Regions from separate parts of the Gossypium arboreum genome. Here region 2 is linked to region 1. Evidence: chromatin contacts called from public Hi-C data. All regions are on one chromosome and are shown on one strand. Each heading gives the region's core, a stretch centred on a gene start, on an enhancer-like site or on the middle of the called end of the contact. The rest is flanking DNA. Distances are from core to core; before and after follow the strand shown. Region 1 holds the start of LOC108480599 (MFP1 attachment factor 1-like). Region 2 holds the start of LOC108482082 (cyclin-D3-3-like).

What was found. A called contact is a pair of places that touch in the nucleus more often than the background predicts.
Region 2: a contact with region 1 is called in a Hi-C map of leaf, with 5 times the contacts expected there. The contact joins the promoter of LOC108482082 here to the promoter of LOC108480599 in region 1. A contact is called at or near these places in 2 of 5 Hi-C or Micro-C datasets (both in leaf).

The regions. Positions count from the first base shown.
Region 1 is chr1:78,239,047-78,244,805 of ASM2569848v2, forward strand. LOC108480599 (MFP1 attachment factor 1-like) reads left to right here and starts at 3,306. Exons shown (of 1, transcript XM_017783649.2): 1 at 3,306-4,158. The coding sequence starts at 3,474. The coding sequence ends at 3,947. LOC128290183 (a long non-coding RNA gene) reads right to left here and starts at 100. Exons shown (of 2, transcript XR_008279828.1): 1 at 13-100.
Region 2 is chr1:78,516,121-78,521,879 of ASM2569848v2, forward strand. It overlaps LOC108482082 (cyclin-D3-3-like), which reads right to left and starts at 2,652. Exons shown (of 4, transcript XM_017785189.2): 1 at 2,021-2,652; 2 at 1,737-1,938; 3 at 1,480-1,616; 4 at 945-1,411. The coding sequence starts at 2,461. The coding sequence ends at 1,199.

The DNA of each region.
Region 1 (5,759 bases), core at 2,056-4,555:
TTTATGACTTACCTTATATTGGATGAAACGATTTCCAATCGACTACTCGATTATCTTTCCTTTGCCTTTGCTTGATTCTCCACCTCTAGCTTCTTGGGCTAAATTTAACAAATAAATTGGTTTTATCATTTGAGCATCGGAAGAGGAATTCAAGATGCCTAGCCAATATATAAATATCTACTCATTAGGCATCAAAGTCGCATATGTACAAAATCATGAATCGAACTCAACACCTTAGTTAGTATTCCTCTTAGTCAATTTTCTAAGCCAAGAATAGGCATCAATATGCTTGCCTCTAACCGAATGCATGCACACCAATTTCCCCTCATGTGGCGAATATGCATGCCCATGTTGAGGCCGATTATGCACTTAATACCACACAAAAACAGCATGCATTTTACTAACTAACGATTACATATTGTAGCTCAATACACATCTCTCATGTACTACATAACCGAAAACATCATCCCAAGCAAATATATACCTTGAAATAGTATATATGTCATACCAATTCATCATGTGCAAACACATATTCAAAGCTCAAATCTTACCTACCATGCAACATGCATGAATCATACTTATGGATATACCATGACCGAATACATCACAACACCATCATTTTGGTCATGATTAAGCAAAGAACTTAATGTCTCACTCAAAATACTAAAAAGAAAGTCCAAGAGCCATCAATCCCCATCACATACACCATTAACAAGCTTCATATTTAACATGCAATGGCATTAACACAAAATCCACCTTGGCCAAATACCATTTCCATGGCATAACAAGGATTTGAACCATGGCTAACATGCACATCAAGTTAGCAACCAAAACAAGCATGAATCTCATGACACAACCTCAAACATACCTTAATCTTGATGCAAGTATAGCCAAATCTCCTTCTAGTTCTCTTCTAAACCAAGCATGAAGCAAAAATCCTCCCTTTTCCTTAGTATTTTCGGCCAAAGAAGAGAAAAATGGATGAACAAAATTTTCTTTTCTCTTCCACAATGCACGGCAAGGGGGGTTTCACACACACACACATTTTTTTCTTTCTTTATTACCCATACTCATTTGTTTATTGTTTCTCCTAGTGCACCAACAAAACATGTTTCATGACATGTTTAGCCCATGATTCCTTGTCATGGCGGCCACTTCATGTTGGGGGAAATTTGACATGCAAATCCTTATTTTTGCATGCATTATAAACTAGTCATCCCACATTTCCCCATCATACTTTCAATGTTTACTACTAGGCCCTTTCTAGTGAAATTCACATTTATAACTCTAAATCGAAACATCAAAAATGTCACACATGAATTAACACATATTATAGGCATCAAAATAAATTATAAATTATTTTTATGCCTCAGTTTTGTGGTCCCGAAACCACATCCCGACTAGGGTCAATTTTGGGATGTCACATGTAATTTGCAAAGAGCTAAGAACAACGAAATCAAAAAAATGGGCAATCAATAAGAATCAAGCATTACAGAAAAAGTAAAAACAGACAAACCCATTTTAATTGAATTGAAAGAACAAAAAAACAAAGATTGTAGTTTAAAGAACTAAGAACAACTAAATCAATCAATAAGAATCAAATAGTAAATAAACTAAAAAAAAAGTAGAAAGAAACCCATTTAAATTTGAACCATTTTCAAACCAATCAATGTGTATACCCTAAGGTAAAACCCACCAAGTTCATAACACATGTTGCTTTTGTGGATCCTTCACAAAACTCACTCGAAGTTGAAACACCTATAATTTCAATAATGACCCAACAATCAAAAACTATCAAATTAACAAGAAGAAGAATCAAAAAAAAAAAAAAAGATAAAGTAGGGACTTTATAGCCAGTATAAATATCATCTGCTCGAACCCAAAATTGAAATGAATGATGCCAAGGCTTAAATTGAGTTTGGATTTTTTCGTTGAATATTTTGCCCCTAATTGAGAAATTTCTATGATCTCGATTCCTATAAGGAAAAGATTAAAAAAAATTGGTGAGGGGCAATGGTGTTTAAGGCTTTGTAAATGGAGAAGGTAGTGAATGGATGTTGTAGTTAAAACTACAGGAAAGGACGATGATGAAAAAATGAGGGCAAAATGAAAAAAAAAAAAGATAATCTTTCAACATTCCTACCGTGCTCTGAATGACAACTCAGAGGATGGGGCAAAGAATGCTATTCAACCTCTATTCAGTGATTAGTGGAAATAGAAAACTAAACAACAACACCTATAATAGACATTCCATTAAACCAAACAAGGGTTTATGGTGGGCTCATAGAATTGAGTTGTAATTACATTGAATCAAACAGGGTGTTTATGAATGTAGTTTTTATACAATTAGTCAAATAGATAATTTCAGCATGGTGATTTAGCTTTGCTTATGAGTCTTCTAGCTAGTGTTGACGTTGCAATTAGAAAAAAAGTGATGTTAAAATTTGAATTTTGGAAAACAACATATGTTATATTTAAAGGTATATATGTTTTTTTATTTTAATAAATTTAAAAATTATATGTCCTGGATTTAAATCAAGACATCTTAATATTTATCTTGAATTTTATCATTTTAACCAAAAATGATATTTATTTTTATACATAATGTGTTTGCCATAATTTAGTATTATATTAAAACCAAAATCATAAAAAATATTTTATTAATAACATTACGAAAGTAGCATATGAGGCATTACTTTAGTTATGATACATGACATTAAATAAAAAGTTTCTTTGTAGGTTTATCTTGAATTGTCACATTAAATATTTTATGATAATTTAACCGTGATATTTGTAATTATGATAAAATTTTATTAAAATAATATTTAAAATAAATAATAATAATTAAATTATTATTAATTAAAATATATTTAAATTACTTTATATATAATTCTACCGAAACAAAAATATTACTGAATCACTTATAACATTGTAAATAATAAATAAATATATTTAAAAGCAGTTACAAAATACATATTATTTATTATAGAATTCAAAATAACATTATTTTATTAAATTTATAATATAAATAAATAATTGATATCCATCTTTTAGATATCAAAACAAAAAAAAATTATATTATAGAAAGTATGGATAAGCAACATAATAATCTTTTAAATATTATACAAATATAATTTTTAGAATATTTTATATATTTTATTTATCTTTTAATAATACTTACCTATATAATTATATAATATAAAATAAATAAATAAATAAATATATATATGTAACATAGGTCACATTAAATAAAGACTTCAAATTAATTTAAAGGCCAGAGCATCTAGATTTTAGAGCATTTTAAATGTAGATACAAATGAGGAAAGTTGCTCGGCCCATATTCAATCCGCTTTCTTATATACTAATTACTAATTATTGTTTTAATTTTTTATTGGCTTAAAAGAACTTCCCCTCGCAAACTCGAAATCCCCATTACTCTCCGGTCACTGCCCAAAAGTTCCAAACCAAAAGAAATGGCCGAAACTGAATCCACCACCACTGCTCAAGACTCAGCCACCGCAGAAACGGAGCCCCACCAGACTCAGGCTCAATCCCAAATAGATGAAACCGCCGCCAAGCTCAATAATCTTACTCTCCGAATTTGGCCCCCCACTCAACGAACCCGCGATGCCGTTATCAACCGTCTTGTCGAGACGCTCTCTTCCCAATCTGTACTTTCCAAACGCTACGGCACCATCCCCGAGGACGAGGCCGCCTCCCTGGCCAAATCTATCGAGGAGGAGGCTTTCTCAGTCGCCGGTGCGGCCTTCTCCCCCGACGATGATGGCATCGAGATCCTTCAGATGTATTCCAAGGAGATCAGCAAGCGTATGCTCGATACTGTCAAATCTCGCGCTGCTACTGCCGCTGCCGCCGATGCTCCGTCAGCCACGGAAGCAGCGAATGGTGAGGAGGTTTCATCGTCGTCCGTGAAGGCGGAGGCTTGAGTTTAAGGATCCTCATTTCTCTCTTTCTCTCTCTTTAGGGCTTTTCTTTAGATTGATGATCGGTCTTGCTAGGGTTTTTAAAGATCTGTCTGCTTGGCTCAGGATTTTTCGAGATGCTTAATTGCCTATATACGACGATAATAAAATCTGTAACTGTAATACCATTTCTTTATCTCTTCTTTTTTGAGGGTTTTCTGTTTTCTTGTGGAAATGTGCTTGATCTTTATGAGTTTCTTGGTGTTTGTTGCTTTATTCATTGATACAGTGCAAAATGCAGCTTAAAGGGTGCTAGAGATTTTCTTCATTAATGATTTTTCCCAACTAACTCATAAGTATTCTGTACCTTTATTCACTTAGTGTTCCTCCATGATCTGTTCAACAAACCAGAGCAATCAAGTTGAAACTTGAAAGTCTTGTACGAGTTGATGTGTAGATAAGGTTCTATGCAATAGAGGTTTCTGTATTTTATATAGATCTGATATATGGTCTTAAATCTTAATATTTATTCAATTTGCTTTTATTGTAATCCCTTTTTAGAAAAAGAAAAAGTAATTGTTGATTCAAAATCTTAATGTATTAGGAAAGATTCTTAGGTATACTAGAGTCATCAAGATGTGAAAGTTAAAAGAGATATCTGCTGTGAGCTAGAATCTAACTTCCAAGGGATAGTATAAATGCTAAAGAACAACTATGAGTAGATCTTCATTGAAACTGCATGTTCTTATGAACTGGTATGTATAGGCTCTCGGTCATCTGAGCAAACAGTTGATATGAATTGAATATAGACACATGCTTTAGCGAAGCCTTCGTGTTTTTAGTGCTCAAGCTATTTTCACGTTTAGTAATTATGTAACATATGTTTACACTTCACAGTATGTAACATATGTTTACACTTCACAGTATGTTTCTTTGGGTGATTTGAATGTCATTTTCTTTTTCTCAATGGTGAATTTCTTTTCTTGCTGCATTTCAATGTTGAGTTGCTTCGTACTTTTTTTCTTATGGTTGCTACCAATCATCAATCTGCATTTTTTGCATTTATTGAACATTTAGAAAAGCATATCAATGTAAATGTGTAGGATCTTGTTGCCATCACAATGCAGTCAAATTTCTGTCGGCTTTCTTGATCCAACACCTACAGCTACCATCTTGATTGAAGTAATATAAAACCCCTATTTCTCTTTTGATGTCTATAGTTTTGGTGGATGGCCATTCCAATTGTTCATTTTTGTAGGTAAATGAGATAATCTGTCTTTAAGTTGTTGATATCATGCTCCTCCTAGCTGGAGATTTCTTCACATTTGATACAGTACATCTTACTATATAAGCAAGGTTTTTGGCAATTAAGATTTCTGTAAGCTACTCTTCTCGAAAAGCCTATGTTACACTTGTATCCTTTCAGTTCTTTTCTTGCATTTGCGTATATAGTTCTGTAGGAAAGGAGGAAATCTATATGATTCTTTTGAACCATGACTGCTTTTGACAGGTCATGGCTTTCCATATTACTGTGTGTAATCCTTGGCATGCGGTACTCATTTTTTGTATATCTATGAATAGTTATGTATCTACTAGCTATATACGTTTCTTGTGATAGGCGCACGTCACGAGCCTGCATGGTTTGTTTCCAAATTTCCTAGGAAAGTAAGAACACTCAGAAAAAGCAATTGCATTTATTTCTAGGAGTAAATGCTTTCTGAATTTGATTATTGAATGATAAATGATACAAAGGAGGGCAAGGAGGGTTGATTTTTTATTCAACTATTTATAGTTGAATCTCATCAGTACAAATTGATCCAACAACATAAGAAGGAA
Region 2 (5,759 bases), core at 1,402-3,901, 280 kb after region 1:
TGGTGATGGGGGGATGCATTTCATTGTCAAAAGTAGGGTAGCTCTCATTGACTTTGCATTGGAGGGTTTGGCGTCCCCATATACTTACTGCATTCAAATTAGCAACTTGAACAAACCTTTTTTCCTCTTATAAAATAAAGGAGTAATGAGAATTTTATCCTTAAATATTTTTTTTTTCAATTTAGTTTTGTTTTAAAAAATTTAATTTACTATTAATATTTCAAAGAGAGTCATATTATTCAAGGAAATATTAATTAAAACATTCTTTTTAACGATATTGATTTGACAACTTATATAATAGTTTATGTTAGCATGATACTATTTATTTTATATGTCATTTCAACAAATAATTTAAAATTTATAAAAGTTCATAAAAAATAAAGTACACATTAATTATCGTAATGTTTTAGTCAGTATTTCTATTAAAAAATCAATTTAACTCTTTAAAAGATTAATAATCAAATTTTACTTTTTAAAAAAATTAAGACTAAATTTAACTAAAAAATAAGGGTTAAATTGATAAAAATATAAATATTAACAGTTAAAATTATGGTTATATAAAAAAAAAAAGCTGCTGCTAAAATAGTTGAAGGTCTACTCCATTAATAAACAATGAGAAGCCTGTTATAAGTTTTGTATATGTATGTATTTTTATTGGTATAATAAGATGTTTAATACTTTTTTTTTACACAATCATAAATACTTTACGGTCTAAGATCAAACATTAAGTAATGAATAAGCAAGATATGTTCCAAGGAGGTCAAAACCCCAAAATTACAGTCACAAAATCTGCCGGTGGCCGACAAGACAAAAATGCTCCTTCCATGGCATGCAAACCAACAAATACGTATAAAAGTATAATATACACACTTCCATGTGTATTTTCAGTCATCTGGACATTCTTTTATGAATAGTATAAAAATGTGACATTTAAAATAAAAAAATTTTATTAACTTCTGAAATTAGCATTATTATGAAGATTAAAACATTATCGCAAAGGACTCTGCATTACCTATATTCATATATTTCTTTGTTAACATTGTTCCGGTTAAAATGCAAACCATCTCTGCTTGCAAATTTTCTCACCAACCACACATTTCAGATTCAGAAAATAAGCAGAGATGGGAAGCAATTTAACTTGCATCTTTTAATTAAATAAAGAAAAAAGAAAGAGAAATATTATTGTGAAGCGGGAAATTTAGTGAAGGAGCTGAGTTTTGATCTTCTTGGAAACAGGGTCTGGTGATGAAACTCCCCATGAATCGTTGGATTCATCAGAAATAAACAACAAATCTATTACGCCATTTGGGCTTTCAGGAATCCACTTGAATCTGCGCTTCTTTGATTGGTTGCCTTCCTCTCTTGTTTTTGTCAATTCTATTATCAATTTACAGGATTCATCTACCTTGTCCTGTTTCAAACATGAACCCAGGATGAACATTGGAAAAAAAAGTAGACAAAATTAATACAAAACAGTACCTTGTTAATTCCCAGGTTGTCTAAAAGCTGGTTTTCGAATTGTACTCTAAGATTAGGTTCAAGCTCAACGCTATCCATAACTTGCAGCATTATAGCAGTGGCCATTGCTGAAGGAAGGTAGCACAAAAACCTTGAATCTGTCAATGAATTTAACAGGAATTTAGATTCAATTCATGATTTTGATAAACGAAAGAAAGGTTTTCTTTTCTTTTTGTTTTTTTTTTTTGGGGGGGGGGATGTGGAGGGAGGGTGTAAACCTGAAATGACAGAGAGCAAAATTTGGTCACATCTCCTGAGAAATTCCCAACAAACATGGCCTTTCAACCCAAGCCTCCTTGCAATGTAATCAAGAAATGAAATTGGGGTTATAGGGTTCATTTTCCATTGAAGTGTGGAGAGTACCAAAATCTCCATTCTTTGGATTGTTTTGGCCTCAAAATAATATTTGCTCTCCTCCACCTAAACAGATGAGCAAAAACCCAACATTGATAAGCTGAATCAAATGAGAAAAAAAAAATCAATGAAAACTTAAAGTACAAACTTGTAAGTCCAGTAGGAGAGGCACTTGGGTTTCTTCCACTTTGGCTGCTAGAGAAAGACAAGCAACAGCACCTAGTTGAGTCATCCATGGTTTGTCAGTTTGGAAAGGGAGGCTAAACAAGAATCTATCGAGATAATTGACAGCAAGAACAGCAGTGAGAGCAGAGAAGGAATGGTGAGCAGTGACTTTCAACATCCAATCCACAGCAGTAAAGCGAGCCACAGCTAGATTCCTATTGGTTTGAAGGCAATTGTACATTTGACTTTGCTCTTCCTTTGAAAGTAAGGAGGAAAGTTCATCATCTTCCCACAAGAAGTCCTGCTCTAACAAGATTGGAAATGGGTTTGATTTATTGAAACAACTTTCTTCAACAAAGTGGTCTTCTCCTGTGTCTTCTGAACAATAAAGAGAATCGATAACAAATGGAGAGTTGAAAGCCATTTTTCATCCACCCAAGGAATAATGTCTCAAGATGTTGGTTTCATTTATAAAATAACAGAGGAGAAGATAAAAGAAAGAGCGAGGTTGAACCTTCAGAAAACTGAGGGAAGTAAGCACTAAGGCGAAGGACGTACTTTTCTTCTTTAGTGGGTTGGCTCAACTCATTTAAATAACCTATTCATTATCACAATAATGAATAAAATCCATGTCAAAATATCTTTATTACCATGATAAATATTAGTCATACCAACACAACATGTGACATTCATTAACTTGAATATCACCACTCTCATTCTACTCTAATTTTGTTTTCAAATAATTATTTTTTATCTCTTTAATATTAATATATTTAATATAGGAGGACGAGAGTTCGAATGCGTTGAAGCGTATTATCCCCCTATTTATAGGTTAGGACAAGTTATGAGTAATTCTAGTTATTGTGTAAAAAATAGATATAATCGAATTTATAATAAAATTGTTCCAAAAAAAGATAAATCTCAAAATTATACATAAACTTTAGTCTATTGTGCAACTCAATACAAGTACCTTGGTTTTGTGTAATTTTATATATGAAATTTTGTTTTGATCAAATTCTTATAAATTATTAACACAATTATTGATATAACATCATTTTATGTTTATGTATTACATACACATATAATTATATTTATCTAATATAAAAATAAATTGATATATTTATTTCTTTAAATATGTATGATTGAATCAAAATTAAAATTTTATGTATACATTTGAACTACAATCAAAGTTTCTTATGTACAATTGTACTAAATTAAAGTTCATGTATCAAATTATACATTAAATCATAATTAATGTATAATTTCGAATTTATTTAAAAAATCATTATATTCGATAATGCTGCCATAGCATTTGATAAGTTGGTTTTCATCTAATTTGGTTTTTTCCTCCTTTTAGTATAAAAAGAAATTTGCACCTACACAGAAAAAAAATTGGTTGTAAATCATTGCAAAAATTACTTTAATTAGTACCCTATTAAAGAAATTTTATATTTTTTATTAATTTAACTTTCAGAAATATATATTTTATCAATTTAATGCTAAATTAGGTTAATTTTTTTATAAAAATACACTAATCTCATTTTTAATAAAAAAAAAGTTGTATGTTTTGAGGTTATTAATTTTTAAATTGAAAAAAGGCTAAAATTAGATAAAAGTTTTAAAGTTTATCATGTTTTATCAAATTTTGTTAAAAACATTTCTTATAATTTTAAAGTCTAGGTTTTGTCAAAATTTAATGAAATTATTATTTTAGATAAATATAAACAAATTTTTGTGATAAAGATAGAAGTATTTTAAATAAATATAACCGTGTTGTAATAAAAATTGAATATAGCACTAAGATGAGGGACGTACTTTTCTCCCTTAATGGATTGGTTCAGTTCCCCAACTAATAAATCATTTAAATAACGTATTCATTATTTTAATTTGTATCTAATCGTAATTAAATCTCTTATTAAATATTAGTTTAACACGAATTTAAATTGTATTATCTTCATCTCCACCCCTAATACAGAAGTGTAGCTAGGGAATAGGCAGGGCTCAGCCTCCTTAAAATGAATTTTTTTATTTAAATCTTTTAAATTTTTAAAATTTTAAATTAATAAAGATAAAATTATAACTTAATCCCAAAAATTAATAATATTTTAATTTAATTTTTAAAATTATAAAAATATAATATATTAAAATAATAAAATTACATTTTTACTAACATAAAATTATAATTTAATTTCTATCGCTTCTAAAAAATTTATTTTGAAAATTAATAACGCCTGAATTATGGGCCATACCAACACAATTACTTCAACACGTGACATTCATTAACTTAAATATCGCCAGTCTTATTTTACTCTAATTCGGGTATAAATGTATAGTATTTAATTTTGTTTTTTTCAAATTTTCTATATGTCTAGAGATGATATGCGTCCCTTAAAATAATATAAAATGTAATTTTTTTTATCTCGTGGGTTTATTCTATTTATTAAACTGTTGTTTAATATTAATATATTTGACATAGGAAAAAATAAAGATATATTAATAATAAAAGTTTAAAGATGTTTATTATTTTGATTTTATATTCACCTATTTAGTCAAAATAATTATTACATTTTAAGAATAGGAATTAGTGTGTTCATCTAATCTGATTTTTCTCCTTTTAGTATATATAAAAAGAAATTAGCACTTATTCGGAAAAAAAAAGATTGATTGTAAAATCTTTGCAAAATTACTTTTAATTAGTACCTTATTAAGAAATTATATATATTTATCAATTTAAGTTTGAAAATATATACTTATCTATTTAACGCTAAATTGAGTTAATATTTTTAAAAGTTACATTAATAATTAATTTAATATTGTATCTTTTGAGTTTATTACATTTTTAAATTGAGAAACGCTAAACCTAGATAAAAATTTTAAAGTTTATCATATTTCTATCAAATTTTGTTAAAAACATTTGTTATAATTTTAAAATATATTTTAATAAATATATAGTCAGGTTTTGTTAAAATTTAGTAAAAATATTATTTTAAATAAATATAGCCTTTTAATAAAAATAGAAGTATTTTAAAACTTAGTTTAAATAAATATAACCTGGTTCTAATAAAACTAGAAATGAACAAATTAATTGAGTTTCAATTTAATTGGCATAAATATTGTTATTAATACAAAAAAAACCTAGGTTGGAGTGTTTAAAGCAAAATAAAAAATAAAAAATTGATGCCTGTATTTTTAAAAATAAATAAAATAGCATTTTAAATCAATCACGTACTAGAGAAAGCAAAAACCCTTCCTTACCAGGACTTATCAATCCATAGCAGCCTGGCTTGGGCTCTCTCAACAGAAAGGTCAACATCTTTTGATCGATTGTTTCAGCAAATTATTTATGTAGGTGTACCATGAAGCCATGATAATGAAGAGAAACGGCCCTCCTGGATTTTGCCTTCACTCTGCTGTGCGGTGGTAGTGGACATCAACTCCCACTTCTCCAGGGTTTGTGTCCCAGTCTAATAATCATGCTTGTCCATTGATATCATCCAACGCCAAAGAGTATCAAGGAAACCGAAAACAAACAAGTTAGCAACTAGCAAGCAGCCATAAAGAAGCAGGTAATTAACTGATTGATGTGTTCTTATCAGCGTAAAAACCTGCGGCCATGATTAGGCTACTATCACTGAGGCATGTTGACTGCTATTATGGTGTTGTGAGTATAAGCGTGTAAATCTCATGCATGTTCAAACTCCTATTCCTCCAACGTCGACTCC